2 separate regions of the Mus musculus genome follow, and region 1 is linked to region 2. Evidence: chromatin contacts called from public Micro-C data. All regions are on one chromosome and are shown on one strand. Each heading gives the region's core, a stretch centred on a gene start, on an enhancer-like site or on the middle of the called end of the contact. The rest is flanking DNA. Distances are from core to core; before and after follow the strand shown. Region 1 overlaps Foxp1 (forkhead box P1). Region 2 has its middle 81 kb from the start of 4930595L18Rik.

What was found. A called contact is a pair of places that touch in the nucleus more often than the background predicts.
Region 1: a contact with region 2 is called in a Micro-C map of muscle stem cells, with 2.5 times the contacts expected there. The contact joins two enhancer-like sites. A contact is called at or near these places in 3 of 484 Hi-C or Micro-C datasets (the C2C12 cell line, muscle stem cells and myocytes) and 1 of 115 datasets of contacts at active chromatin or transcription factors (neural progenitor cells).

The regions. Positions count from the first base shown.
Region 1 is chr6:98,954,960-98,958,606 of GRCm38.p6, reverse strand. All of the region lies in intron 11 of Foxp1 (forkhead box P1), which reads left to right. Among named protein-coding and RNA genes, the nearest start is that of Gm38865, 170 kb to the left of the region's middle. Within about 2 kb of position 1,881, at least 39 of the 459 cell types and tissues checked have an H3K27ac peak or open chromatin away from gene starts, as enhancers often do. A contact at or near this core is called in the C2C12 cell line and muscle stem cells, where this site is marked.
Region 2 is chr6:98,630,866-98,634,428 of GRCm38.p6, reverse strand. No RefSeq gene overlaps it. Among named protein-coding and RNA genes, the nearest start is that of 4930595L18Rik, 81 kb to the right of the region's middle. Within about 2 kb of position 1,773, at least 36 of the 459 cell types and tissues checked have an H3K27ac peak or open chromatin away from gene starts, as enhancers often do. A contact at or near this core is called in the C2C12 cell line and muscle stem cells, where this site is marked.

The sequences.
Region 1 (3,647 bases), core at 632-3,131, 320 kb before region 2:
AGGGGAGAGGGAGCGTCTGGGTTTCTCACTTGCACATCCTCCTTTGAAAACCCGAGACACTTATTTTTCATAATTTAAAATCCTGCCTAAGTCTGCAGGCATTAGGATTCCAAGACTATGACTTGAGTATTAGTATGTGTCTGCTTTAAATGTCAAGAGAGTCTTTAGTAACAACATGTGAAGAATGTTAAAATGGCGACAGAACACAATAAAAGCAGGGAAATTCTTGAGTTGGGGTGAAGTGAGGTGTGGGTCACTGAACATGGTAGTTGATGGTCAAGAAATCTTTACAAGTTTGTCCTGGTGCTGAATTCAGAAAGAACGCAAATGGCGGTGGAGTGGATGGATGCAGAGTTACTGTTCGGTCACTGACCAGGTTGGTGGAGGAGTTGTGGTCCTTCTTTCCAGAGACTCCTGTTTAGGCTATGTGGATTTTACTTCTGAGCCCTTGTTCCTTTTCGCTTTGGTCACGTGCAGCTCGGGGAGCAGTGTAACTGTGTACCTTCTGCCACAGTCAGACACAGACAGTCCGACTGTTGGGTCACCGTACGTAAAAGCTGGCTTTGGAAGTGAGATAGTCTCTGGTGAAGTCCACTCGAGAACGGCGTCACCCAGTCTCCCTTGCATTCACTTGGGCTGTTGTGGCCCTCACACAAACCCAGGCTTCCTGTTTGCTGTCTTGAGAGGTTGGTTAGCAGGCTCCTTGGGAACATCTCAGTCCCACCAGCTCCTCAGGTGAGGTGCCTGCTGTCACTGCCAATCCCAACTCCTTTATCAGAGTGGTGCCATTAATCAGGGTGAAGAGTGATATATGGAAGATTCTCCCCGCCCCCAATTCAGGGACGGTACCAAGGGAGTCTGAAGATCAGACTGTCTGGATAATGTCACACCTAGCGTTCGTTATAAAGCAGGTCTCTAGTTTTACTCTTGTCCTTTCTTGGCTTCATGGCCTCACAGGTGTTCATCCTCTGTGCCTCAGTTTCCCCAATTAAAGAACATAAATCAAGTGGACCCAGAGCCTTATTATCTGTCCAGGCAGATAACTTACTGGTCCCTAATAACTGCAGTGCTCTTACATTAGGGACACTCGTTTCAGTAGAGCCCTATGTGTCACTAGTAGGAATTACGAGGGTGCCCTTACAAAGTCCTCCCAACAGCAGATAGGAGGAGAATGGTGAAGGAACCGCAAACTCTGCTCCCTTCTCTCTGGCATGCGGTAGCTGGTGGCTCTCATGCCTGGCTTTTGTCTTTGCAGACACTGAGTGGAACACCATAAATTTGGCATTAATGAGTGGTGTTTGAGCAATGTATGAGTTCTGAGCGTCCACAACTTTGTCTCTCTGAAAAACCCAGTTTGAGGCTTGGCTAATAGAAGAGGGTGTGACTATCAACCAATAGAGAATAATTGTTTGCCCAGGACAGAGTGAGGCCCCGAGATAAGTCTGTCAGCCTTAGACCCCATCTTCCCACACTTCCTGCCTTATTCTCGTCTTTAAGACATGGGCCTTCTCTTCCCACCCAGACTCCCAGCTGACTCCATTACACCCCATTGTGTGGATCCTGATTCCAAAGATATACCCAGCCAGTGTAGACTAGACTGATTTAATTTCTCCTTAAAAAAAAAAAAAATTGCAGCAGGTATTTTTAACCTCCATGAAGCATTCATTAGCAGCACTGAGCTTGCTCTGTGCGGAACTCAAGCTCAGAACAACCCTGCGAGTTCAGAGACGAGGATTCCATATTTAGAAGAAAAAATGAAGTGCTCCGAAGGATTACAGACTGCTCTGAGGCCAGAATTTGACACAGCACAGGAGAGTGTATCTGTTACCTGCTTCCACTCTGCTGCCTTTCAAGAGAGTTGGTATACAGACTGGGTAATTCCAGTGACCCCCTCCCTGCTCAGGAGCGCCCTCTAAGGGGACTCACTCTCCTGCTTGTGTGCCACCCACTGGGGAAAGCATTAGGGCAGAGGGAGTTATACCAAGGGTGTGCTCCCTCCGGTCATACTCGGTGTTCTCACACTATGGAAGGAAAAGACCCAGGGAATGTGGATGGCTTGGAGGAGTTCGGGGAATGTGATCTTAGCTCAGTCACTTAACTTCAGGGTGTGGATGTGGCTTGTGTCCACATTGTAGTTGGTCCTGTCTGCTGGAAGGTCAGACTTGGTGGATACCGAGAGGATGGCGCCCCCATGCTTGGCCTTTAGATTTTTTCCTCTTTCCACACTACTTATTCCTTGTAATTGCTACATCGGAGATGTTTACCCCCAAATTAAGTCAAAATTAATATTCAGCAGACTCTTCCATAAATACCACCTCTCACCCTTTAATTTGTGTTGTTCGGCATGGGCAGTCTACTTACTTCACGGTTTTAGAAAGAGTGGCATGCATGATGCGTGACTTAATTCCTTTCTGCCCCATCCTAGTTTTCAAAACAAACTTAAAAAATAAAATAAAGCAAAAAACACGGCAGAAGAGTATTTTCGTTTTAGTGTGTCTCCAGAAAAAAACCCCACAAAACAAACAAACAAAAACACTTTAGGGCACTTAATGTAAAAAGAAAAAAATGAATAACCATAGAAAAATGCTATTCCCCACGCTTTAATTGTTTTGTCTGCGCCACTCTGAAAACCCAAATTCCTTTGGCATTATGTGTTTAGAGACTTAGTTTGGCAGTTCAATAATGCACCGAGAAACAGAGGGTGGGTAGCATCATGTAGGTCCTAATATGGCAGCGCTTTCATTTCCTGTTTGTTGAAAGATAAATGCTAACACTGTAAAGCACTCCCCCCTTCCTCCTCATTTATTCCTTCCCAAACCACAAGGGAATAGAAAGAAATAAAAACTCAAATGTGATATGGCTGTTGACTGAGCCAGCCGGTAGGGAAGACATAGAGACGTGTTTTCCTCTGCCATTGCGTCCCATCCCCCTTCTCTGCTCTCCCCTGACTCTGAGCCCCTACTTCCCATCTCCCCACCACCGGAAATAACTTGGCTAAAAATGTGAAGTAGATTTAATTTGGGCATAATTTTAAGGCTCAAAAAAAAAAAATAACCTGGGCTTTCTAAAGATTTAAAGTCAACTATGAGATACTAAAGGGATAAGTAAGTTCCTCACCTTGCTCCTAAGGCTTTGTTTTTGACACACTATAAAGCTTTGGAAGATGCACACATGTATGTAGAAATACTCCTCCCCTTCCTATGTCCACATTGTCCCTTAATGCTACATCTGTCTCCTCAGCTTCACTTTTTGTTGTTGTTGTTTTTTTGGTTTTTTGGTTTTTGTTTTGGAGGCCATATCCTTCTCCACTTACCTGAGAGTCATCATTGGAGGTCCTTGCCCCAGCTTTCTTGTGATGTACCAAAGTTATCACTGTATCAGACTGGTCCAAAGCCAGCATAAAGGTTCTAGCACCTAATGAACAGTGAATGTCTGCTCTGCCCATCCCGTTTGAAATATCTATAACATCAGAAGATAACTTTTTTTTTTCCTTTGAGACAGGGTTTCTCTGTGTAGCCCTGGCTGACCTAGAACTCACTCTGTAGACCAGGCTGGCCTCGAACTCAGAGATCCGCCTGCCTCTGCCTCCTGAGTGCTGGGATTAAAGGCGTGCGCCACCACGCCTAGCAGAAAATAACTTTTTTATG
Region 2 (3,563 bases), core at 524-3,023:
TAGTAGGTACCTTACCCACTGAGCCCTCTTTTCAGCTCATTTTAAGTATTTTTTAAAAATGAGATACAGTTGATGATCACAAGTGTTCATATATTTATAGCATGGAAGATGTATGTGTTTTGTACATGTATATGTGCATACATGTGGTGGCCAGAGATCAGCATGACATGTTATTCTTCAGGCTCTTGTCTCCTCGTTTCATGGGACAGGCTCTTTTACTTGGCTTACAGCTTGGCAACTTGGCTATGCTGGCTGGGTAGCCCAAGCCCCAGCGATCCACCTGTCTCAGTTTCTGCAGCACCAGAGTTTCAAGCATGCACCACTATACCCAGCTTTGTTGTTGTTGTTGTTGTTGTGTTTGACAGGAGTTCTGATCCCCAGTCCTCAGGCTTCTAAGGCCAGTCCTTCAGCAGTTCAGCCAGTCTCCTGGGCTACCTGTTAAAGGTCACCACAACCAAGCCAGTTATCAAACTGGTCACCCCAGCTTTCATTTGCTTATGTGTTCTGCGGCTTTTCAAAAGGACCATTCCATTATGTGCTGTCACTGTGCTGTAGCCCAGAGTTTAATTCAACCTGATCCTTTCTACCCTGTGAATGAAATCCGCCCATGTTTCTCACATCTATAGACCCAAGTCATTTAGATCTTTCTATATCAATGGGCTAGTAGGTTCTCAAGCCATACGATGACTATTTTCTTTGACCCACTCCTTTTGCATCTTTGCACAAATATTCCAAGAATTTTCGCAAGCTTAACAGATTCATGGTCAGCCATCACCTATCTGGATTCTGTTTCTCCTCTCCCTGTTAAATGACATCGTCCCCTGAGTTAGAAGTGGCTCCCTGACTGTTCTTTGCTGTAAACCTATCCCTGAGAAAGCTGCCCTGTTTAAGAAGCATTTCCGTATGGAAAGTGGGGTTTTACCTTTGGTTTATTTGTTTTTCTTCTTCTTCTTGGTGATATTTCATATCCTCCAGGGGGGAATGTAAACATTCTAAACCTTCTGGGTTTCAGATAATGTCCTTCATTATCTGGCCTTTGTACCTGCCACTCAGCCCCAGGGTTTTCCACTCCTCAATAACCAACTACTGTTCTCAGAGGCGGGCATCTGGGAACAGAGAGCAATGCCCCTTGGGCGCCTTCCTCCCATGCTTGGTTGGATTTTCTTCATACATTGAATGTAATTTTCTCAGGCTTCAGATGAGTCCCTTAATTTTGTGTACATCAAAGTTACTTCCCTTACAGTGAATGAATGTGTCACAATTATCTTTTAAATACCTTAATTGCTTTGTTTACTGGTAGGCATTTCTACCTTTGCATCTCTGGTAGAACTTTACCAAAGCGTGTACCTACCCCCCCTACCCTTCCCCCCCCCCCCCCCCCCGCCACACACACACTCAGTTTTTAGAAGCTTCTAAAGAGTGGTTTTTGACCCATGAGTGTGTCTGATTGGTCCTACTGCCAGACAAGATTCCGGTTTCTATGTATTTACCACAAATAGCTAAACAGAAAATGAAAACCAACCACCACTGAGGCGTTTTCTCAATAACATAGTCAGCTTAAATCAAACCCCATCTCATTTTTGAGACTTCCACCTGCTTGCCTTTGAATTGCAACGTGACCTTAAAATATTCAGACGAGGCATGGGGACAATAGTGTTTCTGTGAGCCACAGCCCCAAGAATCCAGACCCGTTTCATCATTGATAACCAAGCCGTGTTTAGGAAGAATTTCTCGACTTTCATCTTGGTAGGAAACTTCTGCAGCTGTCTGCTTCCTTCCACTGCCTGCTGTCTCTAAATAAAGCGGTGGCGATGGAGGGGGGCGGCGCGGGGAGACTCTGAGTCATCAACACTCAACCATTATAACATGTCAAATTTGTCCAAAAGAAACATTTTTATGCTTCTGATTATTTTATCATTAGTGGGAGAAGGTTCCTGGGGCTCCCAGAAAAAGCCACGAGGAAGGATGCTGAGTGAACAGGACTTGATGGGTAATGCCTCCCAGACATTGAACATGCTGAGACAAACAAGGGATCCCCAGAGTGCTCCTGGGCTACCGGGCTCGCTTCATACGGGATCAATTATGCAGATGGAGCTGTGAAGATAGCTCCCTCTTTTAGTAAGGCATGATTGCTCCTGTACTCGCAATCCCAGCGCTGCCTCACCGGAAATACCAGACACATCGGAGCCACCTGGTTCCATCTGCAAAGTGTGTTGCTTAATTGGGGGGAGGGGTAAGGATTTTTCTTTTTTTAAATTTCTACATCATTACTAATTACATACATTTATCATGATAATATATAGATCTTGAAATGATCCGAGTAGGCGCATTTACACACATGTGAGTTTGATTTCATGGTAAGAAAGATAGAGGATAAAGAGTATTTTTTGAAAGAGCTAAACGGTTTTAAGTATCCTTTTTAGAAATTTGGAAGCTGCGGTAGCATAAGAGATTCATCGTTTCAGGTAGTGATGTTGGGAGTTTTCTGAAGAGACCATGATACAGAAAACATTTAAAATTCCAAGCCCTCCCTTATCCTGGCTAGAAAAATGAGTAAGGGTGTTCATTAGAAGCAATGGAATCCAAGGCAGAGGATAGCTAGGGAATGCTATCTGCTTAGATGGTTGATTAGCTTGCCCTGGCTCAGTATGGCTCAGTATCTGAGCCCTCCCCTATTTTGCTGTTTTCAAGGCTTCCCAAGGAGGTCGTGTGCGACTTTCTCATCTGCCCTGCATCCACATCTTTTCTTATTTTTGGGAGTGCAATCTTATTTGAGTGCTGGATGAATCCCTAAAAACAAGGACAATCACAAAGATGCAACCCTTTCTTGTATTGGGAAATGGCAGGGCAATTAGTAAATCCCTATGGTACGGGCTCTGCAGAACCGTCCAGGTTCTTTACAGATAAACCAGTCATTTTTAAAGCCGTGATCAGGACTCAGGGCAGAGCCTGAGGATGGAGTGGTCCAAGGGGGCCACTTGTATCCTGCTGGGTGTAAGCCACGAGCGAACGTGTTCAGAGCAACCTGAAGCATCTCTGCACTTGAATAATTACATCCTCACCTCATTTAAAAAAAAAAAAAAAAACGGACACACCCACGCACCAAATTGACAAGTCTGAGATATAAATCTAAAGTACTTGAAAGTACTTTTATTTCAAGGTGCATAAATCTTTCTAAGTCCATCAATTAATTTTATGTAGTTTTAATTACAGCTCCTAACCTCTGCAGTTATTACAGGGCTAGATGTTTCCTCTCATGTACACAGGGAACTGTGCGGGAAGATGGAAGCGCCTCTGCCCAGGCAAATGAAGAACAGTGGTCTCTTTAGGGCCTCCATCTTTGATATTTCCAGCTCAACCCCAGTTTCCTTCCTCAGTCTCTTTTTCTTAAAACTGGGAATTCAAGAGTTTCTGACTCGCCTCACAGGGATGTAAAAATTATTTTAGATTTACAAGCTTTCTGAAGATTAAAAAAAGCTCTTTATGTAAGTGCTAACTATTGCCTTCAGAACTAACCTATATTTTATGAAATATAATGGAGTCAATTATTTAAAAATGTAGAC